Regions from separate parts of the Mus musculus genome. Here all the other regions are linked to region 1. The links are chromatin contacts, called in public HiCAR-type and promoter capture Hi-C maps. All regions are on one chromosome and are shown on one strand. Each heading gives the region's core, a stretch centred on a gene start, on an enhancer-like site or on the middle of the called end of the contact. The rest is flanking DNA. Distances are from core to core; before and after follow the strand shown. Region 1 holds the start of Mrps22 (mitochondrial ribosomal protein S22). Region 2 holds the start of Rasa2 (RAS p21 protein activator 2). Region 3 holds the start of Nck1 (non-catalytic region of tyrosine kinase adaptor protein 1). Region 4 holds the start of Pxylp1 (2-phosphoxylose phosphatase 1). Region 5 holds the start of Spsb4 (splA/ryanodine receptor domain and SOCS box containing 4). Region 6 holds the start of Dzip1l (DAZ interacting protein 1-like).

Region 1 (3,525 bases), core at 586-3,085:
TGTTAAATGAATTTTCACAATGGGGAATGGGGAAGAAAATAGGTGAGGTTAGGAGTTAAGTCTCTCTCTATCCAGCAAATTCAAACACATATTTGTTCAACAACTTTCTTCTGCCAGGCCTAGGGCAAAGTGCTTACTTAAGCTGACTAATCTATGGAAGGAAAAGAATTGCACTCCCTAGTCACCTAGAAAAGAATATAATGAAATCATGTGCCCACTCATCCATCCGTCCATCCATTCATCCACCCACCCACCCATCCATCCATCCATCCATCCATCCATCCACCTATCTATCCATCCATCCATCCATCCATCCATCCATCCATGCATACATCCACCAATCCATCCATCCATCCATCCATCCATCCATCCATCCATCCATCCACCAATCCATCCATCCATCCATCCACCAATCCATCCATCCATCCATCCATCCATCCATCCATCCATCCATCTATGCATCCACCCACCTATCCATCCATCCATCCATCCATCCATCCATCCATCCATCCATCCATTGATCCATCCATCCATCCATCCATCCATCCATCCATCCATCCATCTATGCATCCATCCATTTACCAATCCATCCATCCTTCCATCCATCCATCCACCCATCCATTCTTTCATTCAACAAGTATTTGTTCTGCACATAAACAGTACTAGGTAAAATTATAATAATGTATAGGCATAGCCTTCATGTGGTGAGAAAAATAAGCAGATAATAAGGAGAATGACCAGAAATTATAGAAGGGCCGATGAAGGGAAGGTATAAGGTGATTGGTGGTTATGGATTCAGAATGAAGAACAAACATTTGGGGTGCGTTTGAAAAGTTTGAAAGAACTGCAAACAGTTGGATTTAAACCCGCAAGTGGGGGAAGAGGTCTAGGAGGGCAATACACATTCATTATTCAGAACCATAAAACCAAAAAGAAAAGAGAAAAGGAGCACAGAGGAAAAAAATACAAAAACAAAACAAAAAACCTGTACACACATCGAGAGACTCAAACACGTACTTGTGAATAAGCAGTTGGTGGGATGTTGCACGTGCCCATGTGTTGTTAGGACCCGAACCTAGGGCAAGTACTCTAGTGCTGAGCTAAATTCCAAGCCCTTATTTTGTTTCTTTTGGTTTTTTTTTTGTTTTTTTTTTTTTCGAGACAGGGTTTCTCTGTGTAGCCCTGGCTGTCCTGGAACTCACTCTGTAGACCAGGCTGGCCTCAAACTCAGAAATCCGCCTGCCTCTGCCTCCCAAGTGCTGGGATTAAAGGTGTGCGCCACCACGCCCGACTATTTTGTTTCTTAATGTATGTACTCTTAACATGTATGTATTATGTGTGTATGCATGTGTGTGTATGTGGTATATGTCTTGTATACAAATGATAAAGCTAATACTATAAACAAACAAACAAAAGTAAATGGGCTGGTGAGATTCCTGCTCAGGTTGTAAAGATACCTGCTACCAAGTTTCACCTGAGTTCCATCTCTGGGTCGAAAGAGAGCGGCGACTCTCCCAGGCTATCCTCTGACCTCCACATACAAGTTCATGCGCATGCACACACAAACAAAATTACTTTAAAAAAATTCTTTAAAAAGTTCATTCCCACATCTGTAATCAGAGGTCAGAAAGCGGATTGCAGCGGGTTTGAGGTCAAGACTGCAGAGACTGTCTCTAAGAGGGAAGCGGGGCGGGGCATATAGCTCATTCCATACAGTGCTTGCCTTGCTTGCACAAAGATTTTAGTAGTTTTAAAACGCTTCCGCGGCGCCTTGCCTCCACCCAGACTACATTTCCCAGAATGCTGCACAAAAACCTCTCGAGCCGGAAGTTGCTCTATCGATTCCGGCGCAAAGAGCGTCTGGTAATCATGGCTGCAGTCAGAACACCGTTGTCGCTGTGGAGGTTCCAATTGGGCTCTCGGCGAGCACGGCGGGTCTGTACTCGGGCCACAGCCCAGCGCCACCCCGATGCTCTGCTCGCGACGCGGCCCCAGCCATTCGAGGTGGGGCAGCCTCGCCGCCTGCTCAGCTCCGAGGCAGGTGAGTGACCGCCAGAACTCTGCTGAGCGCCCGGGAAACTTAGAGCTTGCTCTAACGAGTGAAGGCGGCTTGTCAGACTGCGTGCGGCTTCCGTCCGTCCTTGCAGAACTTATCTAAGTCCTCATTCATTCATTCATTCAGTCACTAGTGCTTGCGTGCCGCCCCTTGCAAAGCATTACACTACATTAGCTTGGGGCATGCTGTAGGGTTGACCTGGACTCTGTTATCCCAGTGGCGATTGGCAGAGTTCTGTGATCCAGGCTACGTCGGGCATGGGGGGAGGGGGGGGCGGAAAGCACTTAGCTGCCTTTCAAACTATGTTGGACGCATAGGGATGAATCCCAGGGAAAATACGGGCAACGCTGCCACCAGGCTAACCATGCTAAGGTTAAAAGAACAAGAGGACACCATAATAAGCAGAGGTATAGAGAAGAAACTGAACGCTGGTATTTTGGGGGAACGTATTTTGGAGTTAGGATTGATAATGTCTAAGTAAGTGTCCAGGTTTTGATGGTAAGCAGTTGAATGGAGACTCGTGGCAAGCTAGAGAACATTAATGGTAGAAACAGTTTATGTGGTTGATTTTTGAGTTTGGATTGATGACTCGGTAAAATGAAAATTAAAAAACGGGAAAGGAGGCGGAATTTTGCTTGTTTTGTGTTGAAGTTGAGATGTCTTTGTTATTCCAGGGTCAGTATACAGTTAGATACAAATTGAGGCGCACTGGAGTAAAAAAACGATCACTAGAGTCGAGCAGGTGCGTGAGCTTGTCTCAAGACAGTGTAGTGCTGAGCATGTATATAGTTACTGGAGCTTGTGGGTGACCATGAGAATAAACACAGGAGTTTGGTCTTCAAAGAAACGTTCTCGTTAGTTTTGTGTCAACTTGACACAAGCCAGAGTTATCTGAATGGAAAGAAATGCCTCCATAAGATCCAGCTGTAGGACATTTTCTTACTTAGTGTTTGAGGTGGGAGGGCCCAGTCCATTGTGGGTAGTGCAATGCCTGGGCTGGTGGTGGTCCTGGATTCTATAAGAAAGCAGGGGGAGCAAACCAGTAAGCAGCACCCCTCCATGGCCTCTGCATCAGCTTCTGCCTCTGGGCAACTTGTGTTTGTGTCCCGACTTCCTTCAACGATAGACGACTACACTGTGGAAGTGTAAGCCAAACCCTTTCCTCCCCAGCTTGCTCATGGCCATGGTGACTCATTGCAGTAATAGAAACCCTAACTGGGACAGAGACTAAATCTCTCAGTGGCGGACACAGTCAAACCATGCGAGTTTTAAATGTGAAAGCTTTAAATCATCTTGCTTGCGTTTTTTAGCAGATCACTCTCAAGGAATCTTTGTGGGAATGGTTTGTAGTGAGTTCAGGAAAGAGTCAGAGAAGCCAAGGTAAGGAGCAAGCATGGCTTTGACTAAAGTAATGGCAGTGGGAGCTAGATCTAAAAAGAGACGATTACCTAGTATTCGTTTTTTGTAAA
Region 2 (3,525 bases), core at 545-3,044, 2.0 Mb after region 1:
ACCTGACAGCAGCTGTGGTTGTCTGTACTATACAAGATCCGTGCAATACTGGGAGCCAACATCCTGTGGTAGGGTGCAGGAGGATTTACAAGGATTTTTGACAGTTGACGGTTGCCGGAAGAGACATTTTCTTCAGTAGTACAGCCACTGTTAAGTTTCCTGTGCTCCTGTAATTAATCTCTCGTCTATGCTTCTGGAAACAACTCTCATAAACTCATTGAACTAAAAAAAAAAAAAAAAAGTCTTGCTGGTGTGATGACTCAGTGATTAAAGGTTCTTAATACCAAACCAGATGGCCGGGTTAATCCCTAGGAAACCCACGGTGAAAGGAGAACCACCTCCCAACAGCCATCCACTGACCTTCCAGGGGATTGGAGGGGAAGAAAGCCAGCTGGGAGGAGAGGAAGGGGGTGCAGGGGATGTGGACGGCGATGAAGAGGGTATTGAATACTATGCATACATTAAACATGTGTATGAAAACGGTATCACACCATGACTGTGTATAAGTAAGACATACCAATAAAGCATTAAACGTTTTAAAATAGAAAAAGCCAGTCTCTGGCCTGTGGTGTGTGAGCTCTGATTTGGAAAGAAAGGGAAATACCATTTGGAGTTTCTGTTTGAAACAACAAAATGCCTGGAAGGAGAGGTAAGCTCACTTTCTCCAAGGCTGTATGGTACAGGACAAGGGGCACCCTCATGCATCACCAGCTGGACTGGAAGTATTGCTCGGTAGCCTAAGACATCCAGCAAGCTTAGGTCACTCCGTCTGCCTGACTGGCCTTGGCACAAGTGGCTTCTGGGCTTGCTTGTCGTCTGTTCACTCTTCCCAGGCAGGCTCTCCTTGACTCTGTTTCCACAACTTGCTTCTTCTCTCTGTGTGCCCTTCCAGGTTGAGGTGCTCATGGTCTTGGCGCCTTCTGCCCCGTCTTTTTGCCCTAGGGCCATTCCTATATGTCTGAAAACATTCCTTGACTGGCTGACTCTAGCACCTGGCAAAGAACAACCCTGCTCTATTAAATCAGTTTCTTCCTTCTTAGGGCAGCGCAGTTAAACCTCAGGACCAGGAAATCATCCCTCTCCTCACATACCAGGGTGTTATCCACACAGTTTACTCACTGTAAATAGTTCCCTTAAGATAGTGGCAACAACTAGTTGAAGATTTACAAACTTCCCAGGGCCAATCTACTTTCTAAAAAGCCTGCTTCTGGGAGTGGGAAAGAGGTCACCGTTCCGATTCTGAAATGCAAAACTGGTGATAAACTCAAAATTTCTCTGGGTCTCAGACAGGACTGGACGGAGTCTGTGGTCCTTTTCTTGACCCAACTTTTTGCAGAGCAATGTTCCCAGAGCAAAGGTTGAGTATGTGGTTTGTCCCCCACGTGCCGCACTGCGGGAGCATCTAGACACCGCTGGAAGAGTCTCTAATACATCTCTTGACGTTTGCCAAAATGCCAAACTTTTTCCTGGAACCTGGAGTCATTCTGACTGGGGACTTTTCTTTTCCTTGAGCATCTGGGGACCTAGAGGTCCGTTCGTGGGGGACGTCCAATTCTCAGGGTTCTGGGGATCACAGCAGGGCCAGGGTTTTCCTCCTTGTGGGGGTTTCAGAGCGCCTCTCGCGACTTGCCCAGGGAGGCAAGGCGAGGCGGATGCAGGGCGGGCACGGCGCGAGGGGCGGGGCGAGTCAGCCCGAGGCCGAGGCGGGGCTACAGCGAGGCTCGATCCGGCCTAGGCCTCGCTCCGGCTCCGCCTTGCCCGGCTACGCAGGCGGTAGGGCTGGGGTAGGGGCCGGGCGGCACCATGGCGGCGGCAGCGCCTGCTGCGGCGGCTTCTCCCGAGGCGCCGGCCGTCTCGGGCAGCGCAGACCCGGAGACGGGAGACGAGGACAGTCGTGAGGTCCGAGTGCTGCAGAGCCTGCGCGGCAGGATCTGTAAGCGGGGCCGGGGCTGAGGGGACCCCCGGGGCGGCGCGGAGGGTGGGCGGCGGGCACGCGCGGGGGTGGCGGCACCGGCGGCCGCCCGGGACTGGTGAGACTGGATGGGGGTGTGTTGGGGGGAGGCGCCGCGTCGACCGACTGCCCGGCGCGGGTCGGGGCTCCCCCTCGGAGCGAGCGGGGTGAGGACCTGCACGCGCGGACCGGACCGGCGCGGCGCGAGGGGCGCTGCCTGGAGCGCGGCCTGGACGCGGGAGCCCGGGGCGCGGCCGGGGGCGCGCGGAGTTTCCGGCCTCCCTCCGACGCAGGCCTGCGGGCGGCCGCGGACGACGGGAGCGGCCCGAGGTGGGAGCCCCGTGGTAATTACAAGGGAGGCGCGGCTGGAGGAGGGAGGGAGGCCGGCTGCGGCGGGGCGGGGCCGGGCCGGGCCGGGCCGGGCGGCGGGCTGAGGAGGGGGTGTGAGCTCCCTGGGGCTCCTCTGCCAGTGCGAGGTTGAGGCGGGCGCTGGGGACTGCGGGAGCCGGTGGCGGGGGCTCCGGTGGGCGAGGCTGCGCGGGCGAGCGGGGCGCCCGGGGAGCTCGGGCGGGACACCTGTGCCCGCCCCACCTTGCCGCGGCGGGGACTTGAATCGAGAGCCGGCGTGACTGACGGTGACTTGGGGCAGGATGTAGTGGCTTCCTGTGAGCAGGTCTCAAAACTCAGTCATCCAGTCCGCGCTCAACCCACTTGATTCTCTCCCGTGCATTTGTGAGAGCCGCACCGATGAGTGTAGACTCTTACTCAGAGACGGGCCAGTTCGTTTGTCATTGCTATCCTTCCTCTTTAAAACGACCCTTTGATATTAGATCGACTTCCCCCAGCTTATTGAGATGGTCCCTTTTCACTGTATGACTGGCGAATCAGTAGAGTTTATTGTTACTTTAGTTGAAAACCTTTTTTAATTCAGATTATTTTATCCCCAGAATGAAATCGGTCTCCTAAATAATGCCTGGCTATAAGAGATATTTTATATGTTGAAAATTCAATTGTGTTAGAATGGCTGATACTGCTCTTTCTTTGGCAGAGTATAAACTTTAATTCTTAAATCTCGATGCTTCTTTTGGATTCTCCCACTTGAGTTTTTGATGTTACTCCCCTTTCAAGGATTTGGAATTTTATTAAAACCCCAGGAGCAAGCATGTTAAATGTTACTTTTCAATTCCCTGACGTCATCCTGGGACTCCCAATTCAGACACTTTTAAGTATTAAAACTTGGGAAATTACACCAGAGCAGTGGGTGTTTTGTGCGTCTTAAGTTCCCAGTATTTTAAGTTACTTTCTTAGGGTGTAAACTTTTCACAAATTAGCTTTCTTACAGTTAATATTTGCATGTATGTAATGTTTGGGAAAAGCCAAATACACTAGAATTTTCTTCCCCTACTAATTAGGTTTTTCAAATTTTTACTACTTTATATTTTTCTGTGACTTGATGCTAGACACTGTTGAAGCCTTGCGAATCTATAAAAGCAGATTGTGTTGTGGGAAGACAGTGTGCTCTGTTGGAGTTGAGATTTAGGGTTGGGCTGTTTTTAGGAGTAAGTTACCTTCTG
Region 3 (3,525 bases), core at 601-3,100, 1.9 Mb before region 1:
TCCAGAAGTTAAGTTTATTTAGTAGGGCCCACTAATGTTTACACTTCAATATCAAGTCTGTGATAACTTCTTGATAGCAGATAGGTAGGATTTTCTTCCTCCTAAACATTACTGTATGATAGGGACACTAAACTAGGTCATTCTAACTATATAAGCTGTCAATAGCTTACTGGGAAAGGTCTTAAGATATGGAGGATTCTTATTTCCTTTATTACCCCAAATATCCTCCTTTGGAGTTAATGGGGGTCAGCTGCCTGTATGTTTTTGCTTTTGAGATAGCATCTCTCTATGTAGCCTTGACTGTCCTAGGATTTGCTACATAAACCAGGGTGGCCTTGAACTTGCAGAACTTGAACCTGTCTCTGCATATATATATATATATATATATATTTGTCTTTTTGTTTTTTGAGACAGGGTTTCTCTGGGTAGCCCTGGCTGTCCTGGAACTCACACTCAATCTGTAGACCAGGCTGGCCTCGATCCACCTGCTTCTGCATGCATCACCCCCTTCTCTTCGGTATGTATGTTTTTAAATATATAATTTGCATTACTTACTTTTGATACTAACAATAGGCAGAGTATCCTTTCCCCAGTTTTATGTTCTACTTTTCTCAACTAAACTCAGGATTAAAAGGGGCTACAGGTAACTTGTATTTTACCTAGGGCAGGCCACCCATGTATTTATTAACATGCAATTAAGTTAAAAGCAGAAAACAACTTTTTAGGATTTACAGGTAGGGCTTGTAGTATAGCTAAAGGAAGGGGCTGAGATTCAGTGATTAAGAGCGCTGGTCTTCCAAGGGGCCTGAGTTTGATTCCCAGCACCCACAGGGTGGTTCAAAACCATCTGTAACTCCAGTTCCAGAAGATCCTATACCCTCATTTGACCTCCATGGGCAGCAAAATTATACACAAGTATAACACAAGTACACCAAACACTCGAACACACAAAGAATAAAAATGAATTTTTAAAAGATGAAAGGAAGCTGTATTAATTCCTCGATTGTTGAGGATGATGTGCTAGGCACGAGGTGGGCGTGGGTGAAACAGTTCTTTTAATAGACTTTGCAATCTAGGTATATGGGTGCAGCTACGCTGGAGGCAAAAACTCGTGTTTCCATAAAATTACCTAACCTAGAATGTTTCTTTTAGGTGCCACACCCACACTAAGCAACAAAGGTGATTGGGAAATAGTGAGGCAGGTTATGAGTCGCTGTAAGGCAAGTTAGGAAGGAGAGCCGATTTATTGATGCCTTCCTTGGCAGGTGGCTGGGACTGTGCCACTGCCATACTCACCCCTAGGGCAGAAGTAACTGTCCTTTTCACAGGACTGGAAGCCGGGAATGAAGGCTACCCACGCGCCAGGGCACTCGGAAGTTGCTCGCAAAGCTTATTTTGGTTGTGGTTTTCATTAACAAACATCTTACATTTTTCCCCCGAGGCTTCATTTTCTTTGTCGCTCCCTGTCCCTAAGATCTGCAGCTGGTCGGCCCTTTCAGATGCAGGCACCAGAGTAGTCTGGGTTGAACTCGGGACCGCTGTTCGACATTAATGAGCGATTTAAAATGAATGACAGGTTTTAGTAGCAGTGGGAGAGGCGGAAAGTAAGCAGCCACCGAGGAGGCTAGGGGAGAACAGGGCGGTGGGGCCCGGCGCTCCTCACCTTCTGTCCAAAGGCCGCGCAGTCTCAGCTCAGGGACCACTCAGGGCCCGCGCTTGATTGACAAGCCCGCTCGCCCAATCCCGGAGCGGCGCATTCCGCTGAAGCGTCAGGGGCGGGCGCAGGAGGCGATGGAGCCTATTAGATTGGGCGTGGAGCGGGTTTCCTGCCCGCAACGGTCCGCCCACCGGTTGCGCGCGCCCCGCCCCTCTCCGAGAGCTACGCGGCGGCGCAGCACAGGCCTCGTGCGGTAACGGCATCCGGGCAGCCGCGGTGGCGTCCCGGTGCGGTCCTCAGGTGACTGGAGCCGAGGGCTCGGCGGAGGGAAGGTGAGACGGCCTCGCTCGCGTGCGGACACACGCACAGTCCTTTCGGTCTCCCGGTCGGTCCGCTCTGCCTGCTAGTCTCTAGTCGCTTCCTCTTTCCCCGGCGAAGTTGGCCCGGGGGCGCCGTCTGCTGGCGGCGGAGCGGAGCGGAGGGGGCGGGGAGGCCGCTCGGCGGAGCTCGGGTGTCCGCGGTGCAGCCCGGTGACCCCGCGGCCTCTGGCCTGAGCTGCGAGCGCCGGTCGGGGAGGCGGGCAGGCAAGTGTGCGGCGCGCTGCCTCGGCGGTTCTCCGCAGAAAGCCCTGTCGGCGGTCTGTGTCGGTGTCCGAGGCCGGGACGGTAGGCTGGCAGGAAGGGCGCTCTCACCTCCAGCCGCCAGCCTGAGGAAGCCGAGAGGGGGGACATCCTCGGGGCGCGCCCTCCCCTCCCCCTCCCGTTCCGGAGCAGGAGAGATGTGGGTGTCCGGGGGCTGTTGAGGTGGGGTTGGTCCAGGAAAAGCAGTCCTCTGGGTTGGTTTCGTACTGTTGTCGTACGGGTTTCCGTGCTAGGTCGGTTCAGTGTTAACAGCTGGGTTGGAAGGAAGCTGGTTTTTTGTTCAGGGTTGAGGACCGTAACATGACCGGTTAACGTCGAGCCGAGCTGAAGTCACCCGAAGAAAAATACTGCCCTTAGTTAGGAAAGAATTCACAGGAGTTAGGAAAGAACGAGATGAAGAAAACTTCCTGACCCCATCTTGGGTGGGGAGCAGTGAGAATCCAGGGTTCGGCCAAAAAAACGGGTCAAGTTTTGCAAGAAGCGTTCCATTTTCAAAAGCTTTGGTAGCTTGATGATGATCAATCAGCCTTAACGGTTTCTTAAGCACCTGGAAATCAATTGTGTGCTTTCAGCCTTTAGCGACGTCACAACATGAACAGAGAAATAGTCCAAGGAGAAAGTTTTGATTGATCATTTTCAGTCTTGTTTTTAAATAGATATTCTCTTCACATCGTGATAGTTAAGTCAAAGCGTATGCGTTGGTTGATTAGTACTTTTTTTTCATCGTGGCCACATGTGGTGCTTTCTCTGGGAAAACTTCTGTAGGAATTGGCTAGAGTAACTAAAGCGTACATTGTGTTGATGTCTCCGCTGTATGTATGAGCATTATGTTTGAAAAGATTTGCCTCCCCAGCAAGCATTTTAAATTGTTTAGGTTTCCAAGCCCAACAGATCCGTGTATTAATAAGTCGACACGTTAATGTATTGCCTTATTAAACATTGAGTGATAGTTTATGCTGCTGATTTTCTAATTTGAGAACTTCGTTCTAGAGTTCAAGGCTTGTTGTGATTATTATTGTAAATAAATTCCTTCTCAGGAGAACTTGAAAAAAAATGAATTAACTCTGGCAATGTGGAAGAATGGATGCTTTCAATGCCAGAAAATCAAATGATTATTTCACTGTTAAGTAAAATTGGAGGAAACGTGAACTGAGCATTTAACAAATCCAACAGTTTGACGACAATTTGACAGGCCTGCCTGATTCTCACTTTAACCTATCAAGGAAA
Region 4 (3,525 bases), core at 324-2,823, 1.7 Mb after region 1:
CCTATGGGTTACAGAAGATGTGGCACAGACCCACAAGGGCTCCATCCAGAACAAAATCAGGCCTGGGTAGTTTGCAGAGAGAGGCTGGGTTTGTGGTGGAGGCAGAGTTGCGAGCCTGCGTCGGCTGGAGACTCCCGTGTTCCTGAAAGGGTAGTAGACTTGAGAGAAAGCAAAGCTGAGCATCTGGGGTCAAGTTCCAGGCCTGAAGCTGACAAGCCCTGCCCTAACCCCCTTTTCTGATGTATGTATGTATGTATGTATGTATGTATGTATGTATGTATGTATGTATGTATTTTGCTTTGGGCTAGTGTGGATGGAGTTGTCTGTCATCTGCAGCCTGTGTGACTTGTGAAGGAGTGGAACTTGGAATTAGAGCAGAACTGTCAAGAGTCCGTGGCGAGAAGGAAGAGTCTGTGTTGGATAGGATGCCTGGACTGTGGTGGTCCTTGAGGGCCAGCCCAAGTAGGAATTTAACGGGGAGTGAGATTTCATGCTCACGTATTGGAGAAAGCTGTCGCTAGTACTGAAGGGATAAGCAGGCTGAAGGTGGTGTTGAGCCTGGGTAATTGGGTGAGAGGGATAGTAACTAGTGTCCTCAGGCAAGTGCCAGCTGGCCATCAAGGCATTGAACAGAGAAGGCATTCCAGATGGCTGGACCATGGGGGTAAATGGAATGCAGGCTAGGGAAGTAGAATCTAGCTGATTTGAGGGGAGAAATTGGAGGTAAAAATATGGATAAAATATAAAGTGTTTTGATTTAGTCACTATCGAATGAGTTAGGGAAAATCAAGTGATGCGCTACCCTCAAAACCGCACCTCTTTTGCAGTTGAGAGAGGCACAAGGGTGTCACTGTAGTCCCAGAACTGACAACAAAGGCAATCTCACAATTGTGGTTGGTGAGATCCTTTTTTACAGCATTTGAAACAACAACAACAAAAGACCCACAAACACAGCTTTATAGAACGAGTGCTGCGCGGGTCTTTGGCTGGCAGCCCTGGGGTCATGCAGAAACGCCCCCGTGACACAGCCACGACCTCTCAAGGGTGGATGCCTGCAGGCCTTTAGGGACAAAACTACTGCCAGGTCTAGAGTAGACACAGGCCGGATGTGGCCCGCGCCGGAAGAGAAGCGCGGGACAGGCGCTTGGGTGGAGGTGGCACGGTGGCTAGGATATGCCAGTTTTGAGTCCACGAGGCACCGCAGGACCCACATCCGCAGCTAGATCCGCGGCGCGGAGTTAGGCACGCAGTCACAAAGCACCCTAGCCAAGGCTGGGACGGGTCCAGGGCAGTGTCCTGGGGCCATGGCACCCTCCCGGGTCCTAAGTCCGGCATAGGGAGGAGCATAGGCCCTGTGCGCTCCGAGTGCGCGCGCTTTCCCGGACCCGGACGGCGCGACCGGAGCCTGTCTGGATGACTGTTTGGACACTCCAGGCCATGTGTGCCTCCAAGGCCCGGGATGCGGGTCGCCGCAGCCTGCTGGTCCCGCACGGCCGCCTGCGGGGCGGAGCTCCAGGGCGCCCTGAGCGCGTCGGGCCGGGCAGGGACCCGGCGGTCCCGGTAGGGGGCGCTGCGGAACCCCGAGTTTGGCGGCCTGCGCGCGCCACCGCCGCCTGCACTCCCGCCAGGAGGAGCTGGCTGCGGGTGGAGATCCCTACGCACAGCGACGGAGGCCGGGACCGTAGGCGGTGAGTGTGGTGCGCGCCGGGTCCCAGCGGTTGTGAGGCTTCTCGCAAGGCGGGCTTGTGTCTAGGGTCTTGGGGGGCGACCCCGGAGAGGTGTCCGCGATGCCAAGATCCGGAGGCAGGGGCGGGCTTCCAAGCAGCGGGTGTGAGCCCTGCCACCAAGCTCTTTCCCTTATCTACGCGCTCCCCAGTTGCCACCTCTCCCCATACCCTCCCCGCGTTGGAGAGGGGTCCCTGCCCTCCGATCCGTCTCCCCTTTCTCAGCCCTGCACCCTAGAAGCCTGCCCGCACACCCCCTTTTCTCCCTCAAGCCCTCCCACGCCTACCTCCTCCTGGTTGCCTGCCGCTCGCCTCTCCCTCCCAGCTCTGCTCCTACGGTCCCCGCCGCCACCCCAGCGGGGTCCCATTCTGCCTAGGCGCTCCTGCTGAACGACTCAGCGGGAATCTGAGCTCCGGGGTCCCCCTTCTCCCGGCTGTCCCATAGCTGCAGTGTCCAGGTAAAAAGGGGCTGCAACTTCAGGGCCTGCCCCGGGGGTGGGGCTGGTGCTTCGCCAGCTACCTGCTGCCTGCGGCGCAGGAACCCTGGGCCCAGCCCAGGGCCACTTCACGCGTGCAGGTTATGCTTGCTCAGTGTTCTGTTTAGGACAGTGTGGTTACTTCTTTGCTTGCTTTTGCTTGGTGAACTTGGATAGGTTGCGATTTCTTAAAAAGAAGCCGGCTTTGCTACCCACAAATATGGAGCAGGTTTTCTTTGCTGCTGTGACTGGCTGTCAGTAGTACCTGTGGATCGGGGAAGATTTAGCTATGCTGGGGAAATGGAGCCACATCCCCACTCTCTCACCACAGCTCTGGGAACGTAACTGTCCCCTCTAGGGTGGGCCCGTGTCTTTGTGGAAAGGCAAGGATGCTTCCTAAACATTCAACAGGTAAAAACCAGTTAGGAATCTGGATCAGATCTGGTGTGGATAGGGAAATGTGGGATGAGTGAGTGATCAAGGAGGGGCTCTGGGAGAGTTCCATGGCTTAGGGACATTTGTTGCTCTTTGCGGCAAGTCCCAGGCTGGACCCTGACTATGGACTAGACAGTGATGAGCCCAGCCTACCCTCTGGAACTGTCGGTCGGGCTTGGCACCAGCCCCCTCCTCAGAGGTGTTGGTGCCCTGTGGTGACATCTGTGGGAAGAGGATTTAAAGCAGATGGCTTGGAAAGCCTCATGGTCCCCGGAGAGAAGTGGAGATGGCATGGTGACAGCCCAGCGTGTGCGTTCACCCCTTCCCTTCTGGGGTCTTTCATTAAATCTTAGATTAAATTAATTGCCTAGTCAGAGAAAGAACATATAAAGGGTATTTCTCTTTTAGGATTGGCTCTGGGCCAGCCTGCCCTCACAGATACCTTGGGAGGCTGCAGATGGGAACCCGTGGCAGCGTGGACCGCCTGGAGCACAGCACTCTGGGCTGTAGGACTGCCCTGTCTCTGTGGTTTCTCTTTGATGGCTCTGGTAGTGATTAGTTCAATATTCCTTTTCTATTGAATAGATAAGTAATTAGCCAAGAACACAGTGGGGCTCAGTAGGGCCCTTCTGAGTGTTCTCAATTTCCTGTATGAATCTTCCTGTCCTCACAGTGATAGGCTGCTCTCAGGAGTCCTTCTGGCTAGGATTGAATACCTGCAGGGCTGGGGTGACCTTTAGGACCTGGCCAGGTGCCCCTGCCTGTTACTCAATGTTTATTTAAAAACAAAAACAAAAACAAAAACAAAGCAAACTTCATGTATCTGTCTTGAGCCCACAACCCATGCCTTCCACTGGGCTGTAGTATTTTCAAAATATCTCTCAATCCAA
Region 5 (3,525 bases), core at 529-3,028, 1.6 Mb after region 1:
ATAGATGAAGCAGCCCAAATAAAACCAAGAGCGCCACAAATACTTGCTCAGAATACCCCTCTGCCACACCACTGAGCTGTCCTAATCGACAAAGCATCATTGACTGCCTGGATCTCTGAAGCAGCTTCCAAGCTGGCCAGTGCTATTCATCCATCTATCCATCCTGCCACTGGATTATCTTTCTGGACAGCAAATCTGTGAAGGTCAAGAGGCCTGCCAAACTGATCTTGGGGAAAAGCCAAGCCCTTTGGATGCTCTCCAAGACCCTAAGTACCTACTCTCGTTTCATCTTACCTCCTGTTTTGGCTCCAGTCATACCACAGGCTGTTACAGGTACCTACCATGAGACTATGATGTCTCTGCATCTAGCAGCTCATTCATGCAGACACTTCCACAAGGAAACATTCTCAAATTGCCCTCCCCAGTCTGGGAGAGGTACCCTGGAGCCTTGGTCAACACATTTCCCTCACAGGGCTGAATTACAGGTGCTTATCTTCTGTGTACATGGGGGGAAAAAAAAGGACACTTTCTGAGGGGTGAGGTCAGTTAAGACTATGGAATGGACCTAATGTCAACTCTGGCATGGAAAGCAGGATGCCCTGGCCTGGAAGGAAGCCAACTTGGAGGTACAGAGCATCCCTCGCTCTGGCCACGCCCTCTTATCTCTGCGCTCTGGTTACCGAGGGAGCCGCCATCCTTCAGCGCTCTCGGTAGCCCTCTGATCGATGATCCTTCTCTCGGGCCTCAGGTGGTCAGGGGAAAAGCACCATGGAGCAGGTGCTGCGTGAAATTGGATTCTGAAAGATGAGTTGGAGTCTGGCCTCAGAAATAAAGTGTGGACATGTGTGTGCCTAAGGCAAGGGGGTATATTAAAGCATTCTCTTTCCCAGTCGTTGTTTCCCGCAGGCCTTCAATACAGGCTCCAAAGCTATCTGGCGACCGTGATGTCTCCTCTCTTCATCCCCGCCCCTAGGGACACCCACCGTGGCTCTCTAGGCACGCTTGAATGAATGGGGGAGGACCCATGCGCATGAATGAGCGCGTGTGTGAGCGAGTGTCTAGGCTAGCCAGTCCGCAGATGAGTGAATGGCGTCCGCGCCACTTCGGCCCAGGGGCGCGGGCGAGGGTTCCACTTCCCTTTCCCGCCAGCTGGTGGCCTCCAGAAGGTGGCAGAGCCGGCAGCGGCCCGAGCTGGGACGGCCGGGGCGCGGGATGGTGGGGGAAGGGGCGTTCCCGGCGGCCGCGCCTTCCGCGGCTATTGGATTAGTGGCCTTCAGGGATGAGCTCAGCCGGATCGGCTTTCAGCTGCAGCCTCCGGGCCGGCCGGGAAGGCGGGGAGCGAGCGGCCGTGGAGGAGGAGGGGGAGGCGGCGGCTGCAGCATCCAGAGCTGGCCCTGGCGGTCGGCGCGCCCGGCGCACAAAGGCGCTCAGCCCCTGGGGAAGGCAATGAGCGCACAGCTGCCCGGGCCCTGGCCACCACTGCAGCCCTCGCGGCGTGTGCTCAGTGCTCTAGGGAAGAAACCCGGTGCTCCGGGGACGGGCGGCCGAGGTGCGGCCCGTGTGCCCTGAGCGCGGGACTCGTCGCTCTCCAGGTCAGGCGCCAAGCTTTAGGGCCATCAGGGCAAGGGCTTCCGCATCTCGCTGAGATCAGCGCAGTGGGGCACTTCACTACTCGGGACCGGACCTCGGCGGCCTCTCCCGAGCGTCAACTTCTCCAAGAACGTCCCTAACTCCAGGGCACCCTGCGGAGCGAGAGGGCGCTGCCGCCGGATACAAGTCGAGAGGACGCGCCGCTGGTTGAGAAGCAGCAGCCAGCATCCGCGGGGTCGCTCGGGCGCCCCTGCGTGGGCGGCAGTGGCAGCAGACCTCTCTCCCGGGAGTCCCGGACCTGCCAGCGCTGGGGATTCCTCCCAGGCAGGCGCTCGCCCTCTCTTTTATGGTAAGTGTTCTCCAGCTCCTGCTAAGGGGTGATCGTCCGCCAGTACCGGTCACACTCGGTGCTCTTGGGGGACTCTCTGGTTCCGGTCCGTGGGAATGTCTCTGTGAATTATGGCATTCCGAACTGGTTGGTTTGCGCCCAGCCTCGGGCGTTGCGTTGAGGTCAGCCTCTGGTACTGTAGGTTTGAAACCGCTGCTCTCCCTGTAGTGGAGACAACACACACAAATTGAACCCAGACTCAACCGACTATGTTCCGGTCGTATATCCGTCACTCTCTGGGGTGACCTTGGGCCAGGTGCCACAACCACGGTTTCCTCATCCATAAGATGGGGGTGATAGTGTGCCCTTTTTTACTAGAGTGTTGGAGGAACTGCTGGGGTGGTGCGGAGACCCGCGTCTGGCATTCAGAAAGCACTTAGATACTAACTAGCGTTATTAGCCTTGTGAGTCCAAGCACATCATCCAATTTCGCAGAGCTGCCTCATCTGAGTGGCGAGGACTAATTTCTGGGGGTCTGCTCGTCTGTGGCTTTTGGAGCTGTGGGAGTAAAGCGTCTAGCACTCAGCAGCCGCTGGTGGTGATTGTTCGTCTCCGACGCTGGGGCAGGGAAGACTGATTGCCGGGTCCGGGAGTCGCTCGCGCACGGTTCCCAGCCTGGCTGCGAGACAAACTTGGAGAGAATAGGTGGCTCCGGATTCTGCTCTGGGAAGCAGGGAGGAGGAAGCCAAAGCCCGGAGTGCGGCAAATAAGTCCAGGAAAAACAAGGGACCCCAAACTCCCGGCTAGAAAGGCCCAGGAAGTGTGATTCCCACCGCCCCGTGGCCAAGCGAGAGCTGCTGAGTCAAGAAGAGAGAAGAGAGCACGTTTGTGTGGCTCTATCTAGAACTTTCAGTCCTGCAGTCCCGGGCTTGGATTTGAATTCGGCTTTCAGCTCCATCCCGCGGTGTGACCTTGAGCGATTCTTCTAAGGTCCGCTGCTCTGTGCTTCCCCTCGCCCTCCTCCCCTCCCCCTTTCTTCCCCTTCTCCTGGTTCCTCTCCCTCCCTACTCCAGGAATTGGTGTGAACATCTCTTATCCTTCCATTCATCTGCCCCTAACAGTTGTTGAGCCTATCTAGATTTAGAAGAGATAAGGGGAAAGTTCACTTCCCACTGTGCCCTGTGGAAAGCGACTAACCCCTGAGGCTTCCTGTCTGTTTCCTCACTTTGGCACCTCTGTCTTTCAACTAAAGCCTGCAGTTTCTATTGCTCAGGGTGATGGAGGATCTTTCAACCTCGCTGCTCCACTCGCTCTCCCAATTGGTTTTGGGCTGCCCGATAAACCCTCTATGCAGAACAACAAAATGTCAAAAGTGTGGTATAGACATCCTTTACAGACGGCCACAGTTTTTGAGACACACACCCTGAATCCATGTTTCAGATTTCCACAGCAAGGACGGTAAAAAGAATTTAAGCCACTTCTGGCAAGCTGCGAACAAAATTAGATTCACCAGCTATGCCATGCAAATATCTCTTCAGTTTTCATTTCTCTTCGACTTTAAGGATATTCAGTGACATAGAAATAAAATCTGCAAGGAAAAACCAGAA
Region 6 (3,525 bases), core at 649-3,148, 1.0 Mb before region 1:
AAAGGCAGGTGGATCTCTGTGAGTTCCAGGCCAGCCAGGTCTACATCAAAAAACAAACAAACCAATAAACACAAGTAGTGGGACAAGAAAATTGGACTAGGGGGAGGAGGTCTCAAAGTTGGGGGGAGAGTGAGGGCTGGGGTATAATCACAATACATGTGAGAAATTCTCAAAGAATTCTTTTTAAAAAATTATAAAAGCTTACTATGAATTAGTGTCACAAAAATTTTTTTCCTTTAAAACAAAAATGGAGGTGGGCTTTGACTGGTGGCTCATGGGAATATCTTAGAGAATAAGGCCTAGCAGGACCTATTATCCCCAGGCACAGAAGTGTCAAAAACAAACAAAACCTGCTCCACATCGGAAAGAAAACTAACAGACTGTCCTGGGGTTTCTTGTCTATTAAAGCGCTGTTGCTTCCTAACAGAGCCTCTCCATCTTTATTCTGGACCAGACCCCGTCACTACAATCACCAAGCAAGTGACTGGCCAGTGTTGGGGCAAGTGGTTGGCTAGCCCACAGCTTCCTCTTCTGCAAAGTGAGCACAGGACATTCAGAACTGCCTACCAAGGGCTCCCCTTCTCCTCTGAAGTGTTCTGAGTGGCACAAACAAAAGAAGTTCAGCTCCCAAATGCACAAGATTTCTGTTCTCAATTTAAGGCATGCAGCTAAAACAGTGGTTCTCAACCTGTGGGTCGCGACCCCCGAGGAATCTCAGGTATTTTTCATGTCCGATATTTACATTAACAATTCATAACCGTAACGACATTACAGTTATGAAGCAGAATGAAATAACTTTATGGCTGGGGGAATCACTATAACATGAGGAACTGTATTAAAGGCCTGCAGCATTAGGAAGGTTCTGTACTTTAATGATCTAAAACCATTTCCACAGGAGGGAGCAAGCAGACAGACAGACAACCTTCTCTGAGCAGGGTAGTTTTCCCCTGCCAGACCACACCTTGGGGAAGGAAGTGACCATCTTGCTGAACACTTACAGACAGATGGGAGAGCAGGGTTGGAACATCTCACACTCCCTAGGCCTAATCCTGTTAGAAACCAATTCCTGGAGACATGGCCAGGACAGCACCGGCCCTGGGCCCTTCAGGACCGTTGTGAAGGCAATTCTACCAGGCCCTGTCCTCTGATCCTGCCTGGTACACACTTGCCCTGTGGACTTCTACTCTCATCCACCCCTAAGTCTGTGCTCCCGTTAAACTTCAGCCCGGGACCGGAAGCGGAGGAACCTAGACACGCCAATCTTTATTTAAAAATCATCTCGTTAGTAACCGAACCCCACTTCCCACAGAACTCGGATCTGCAGTCCCTTAGATCGCTTTACTGTTTTCAAAAACTGCATTTCCCAAGACCACACTCCTGAAAACGCCGAGGGTTGGGTGTCAGACATCCCCCATTCCGCGCCTCCGTGTCTCCTGGCATGCGAGCTCTTCCCCCCCGCAGGGTACCTCAGTCCTGCACAATCCGAAGCCGCTGGGATAAAGGGATGGAGGCACAGGGAGCGGGACGTCGTGAAGCACCCTCGACCACGCAGCTCCTTTCCTCGCTTGGCTACCGCAGCCACTAATGTTTAACCTGCGCGCGCAGCGGCCAAGTAGCTCCGCCTGGAACCGCGCTCCCTCCGGCGGCTCCCCGCTGGATTCCAGACATAGTTTTCCTGGGAGGCCTGTGGCAGTCTGGGGGTCACCCGGAACAAGGGCCGGCGACTGGAGGTCTTAGAGGTTCCCACGTCCCGACTCACCCCATCCGCAAGTCCAGACTCACTCCATCTCCTACAGTGCAGCCCGAGGATGCTGCCAGCCGCGCGGACCCTACGCGTCTCTCCCCGCCAGTAGCTCAGGCCTGGGGTCTGCGGTGCTTCCCACCCCAACCCCTACCCCCAGCCCATCCACCCACAGCAGAGGCGGAGCCTCTCCCCAGAGCCCGGGAACAGCTATTTTTAGAGTTGCAAGGGAGGGGGGTTGGGGGGAAGGAGGGAGTGCTGCTTTGAATTCGTTAAGGAAATCCAGCATCCAAGTTCCCAGGCCTTGATGAGCGGCAGGACAGACTCTGTCACCATCCCTTCACTTCACATGGCAGGATGCAGCGACTGTTGGCAAGCCCGCAAAATTAAAGGAATTTGACCTGAGCCACATTAGGAGACCCATAGGTGTGCTCCAATTTGATCAGATGGCAATCACCTTTCAGATCCCTTATCCATTAACGTTGCCCAGAAAGCTCCGGCAGGAGTTGGGGGTATTATATTTTCTCTCCTGATTATAGATCCCTGCCCCCTCTCGTTGGGACTCTCATCTCGTGACTTTAAGTTCTGGGAGGGTTTGTTGTATCTTAGGGCCTTTCTCTCAACACAGCTTCAAAATGCCAAGCTCTGCATCTTGGGGACAGCAAGGACAAAAGCCCTAGGAATAAACGTTGCCAAGGGTGGGGAGAAACTCAAATTTCTGTGCGTTATTGATGGGAATTCAAAATGGTACTGCCACTGTGGGAAACAAAATGGTTTGCCATGATTCAGCACTATTTGAAAATATTACAAGGATTAGGAGGTATAGCCTTGTTGGAGAAAGTGTGACACTGGAGGTGGGCTTTGAGGTTTCAAAACGCCCATGTCAGACCCAGTCTTCGCCCACCCTTACGGGTCAGGTGGGTCAGGATGTAACTCTTAACTATTTCTCCAACACCAGGCCTGCCTGCTACCATACTCCCTGCAATTATGATAAATGGACTAAGCCTCTGATACTGTAAGCAAGCCTCCAGTTAAGTACTTTTCTTTTTCATAAGAGTTACCTTGGTCATGGGGTCTCTTCTCAGCAACAGAATAATAAATAAGGCACATGTCTAGATCTATATCCAAAGAAGCTTAAAGCAAGACCCCAAACAAACTCTTGGACACTTGTATTTAATGAGCTGTCAAAATGGCTCAGCAGGTAAAGGGCTTTGTCATCAAGTCGGATATCCTGGATTGGATTCCTGTAACCCACACCGTGGAAGGAAACAACTCCTGAAACTTGTCCTCTGACATCTGTATATACAGATATGTGCGTGCGCGCACACACACACAATGTACAATAAAATAATAACATTATTTACAACAGCCAAAATGTGGAAGTAATCCAAGCGCCCATGGGCAGCTGATTGGCTAAGAACACGTGGCTTACACATACAATGGAATATCATTCACCCTTAATGAGGAAGGAAATACTGGCATGTGTTATTACATGGACCAGATTTGTCTTAGTCCATTTAGACTACTGTGATACAATACTACAGACTAAACAGAAACCCCTTCGCTCTGCTCTTGGAAGCTAGGAAGTCTAAGATCAAGGCATCAGCAGATCCCATCTGCTGAGCACCTATTTCCTGATCAACATTGTAGAAGGATCTAGTAGCTCTCAAAAGACTCTTATGTAAGGGCACTGAATCCAGCTGGGAGGGCTCTACTCTCATAACTGCATCACTTCCTGGAGTGAAGGTTTGGTGTTTGTTTGTTTGTTTGTTTGTTTGTTTTGA

Evidence for each region. Promoter capture Hi-C pulls out the DNA fragments that hold promoters and counts their contacts. HiCAR-type assays count read pairs that join an accessible place to other places.
Region 2: a contact with region 1 is called in a promoter capture Hi-C map of liver, with 3 times the contacts expected there. The contact joins the promoter of Rasa2 here to the promoter of Mrps22 in region 1. A contact is called at or near these places in 3 of 39 promoter capture datasets (hippocampal neurons, liver and pre-B cells).
Region 3: a contact with region 1 is called in a promoter capture Hi-C map of erythroid cells, with 8 times the contacts expected there. The contact joins the promoter of Nck1 here to the promoter of Mrps22 in region 1. A contact is called at or near these places in 3 of 39 promoter capture datasets (erythroid cells, liver and pre-B cells).
Region 4: a contact with region 1 is called in a promoter capture Hi-C map of liver, with 4 times the contacts expected there. The contact joins the promoter of Pxylp1 here to the promoter of Mrps22 in region 1. A contact is called at or near these places in 5 of 39 promoter capture datasets (hippocampal neurons, liver, pre-B cells and 1 more) and 1 of 115 datasets of contacts at active chromatin or transcription factors (large pre-B cells).
Region 5: a HiCAR-type map of astrocytes shows a contact between it and region 1, with 2.1 times the contacts expected there. The contact joins the promoter of Spsb4 here to the promoter of Mrps22 in region 1. A contact is called at or near these places in 1 of 39 promoter capture datasets (hippocampal neurons) and 1 of 115 datasets of contacts at active chromatin or transcription factors (astrocytes).
Region 6: a promoter capture Hi-C map of hippocampal neurons shows a contact between it and region 1, with 3 times the contacts expected there. The contact joins the promoter of Dzip1l here to the promoter of Mrps22 in region 1. A contact is called at or near these places in 2 of 39 promoter capture datasets (cranial neural crest and hippocampal neurons) and 1 of 484 Hi-C or Micro-C datasets (cortical neurons).

The regions. Positions count from the first base shown.
Region 1 is chr9:98,599,989-98,603,513 of GRCm38.p6, reverse strand. It overlaps Mrps22 (mitochondrial ribosomal protein S22), which reads left to right and starts at 1,835. Exons shown (of 8, transcript NM_025485.3): 1 at 1,835-2,041. The coding sequence starts at 1,870.
Region 2 is chr9:96,629,772-96,633,296 of GRCm38.p6, reverse strand. Rasa2 (RAS p21 protein activator 2) reads left to right here and starts at 1,794. Exons shown (of 24, transcript NM_053268.2): 1 at 1,794-1,933. The coding sequence starts at 1,804.
Region 3 is chr9:100,544,459-100,547,983 of GRCm38.p6, reverse strand. Nck1 (non-catalytic region of tyrosine kinase adaptor protein 1) reads left to right here and starts at 1,850. Exons shown (of 4, transcript NM_010878.3): 1 at 1,850-1,989. Gm46139 (synapsin-1-like) reads right to left here. Exons shown (of 2, transcript XM_017313741.1): 2 at 1-2,527. The coding sequence ends at 1,880.
Region 4 is chr9:96,887,522-96,891,046 of GRCm38.p6, reverse strand. Pxylp1 (2-phosphoxylose phosphatase 1) reads left to right here and starts at 1,573. Exons shown (of 6, transcript NM_001289647.1): 1 at 1,573-1,688.
Region 5 is chr9:97,016,608-97,020,132 of GRCm38.p6, reverse strand. Spsb4 (splA/ryanodine receptor domain and SOCS box containing 4) reads left to right here and starts at 1,778. Exons shown (of 3, transcript NM_145134.3): 1 at 1,778-1,939. It overlaps Gm16010 (a long non-coding RNA gene), which reads right to left. Exons shown (of 3, transcript XR_871043.3): 2 at 2,367-3,506; 3 at 1-2,140.
Region 6 is chr9:99,627,904-99,631,428 of GRCm38.p6, reverse strand. Dzip1l (DAZ interacting protein 1-like) reads right to left here and starts at 1,898. Exons shown (of 16, transcript NM_028258.4): 1 at 1,760-1,898.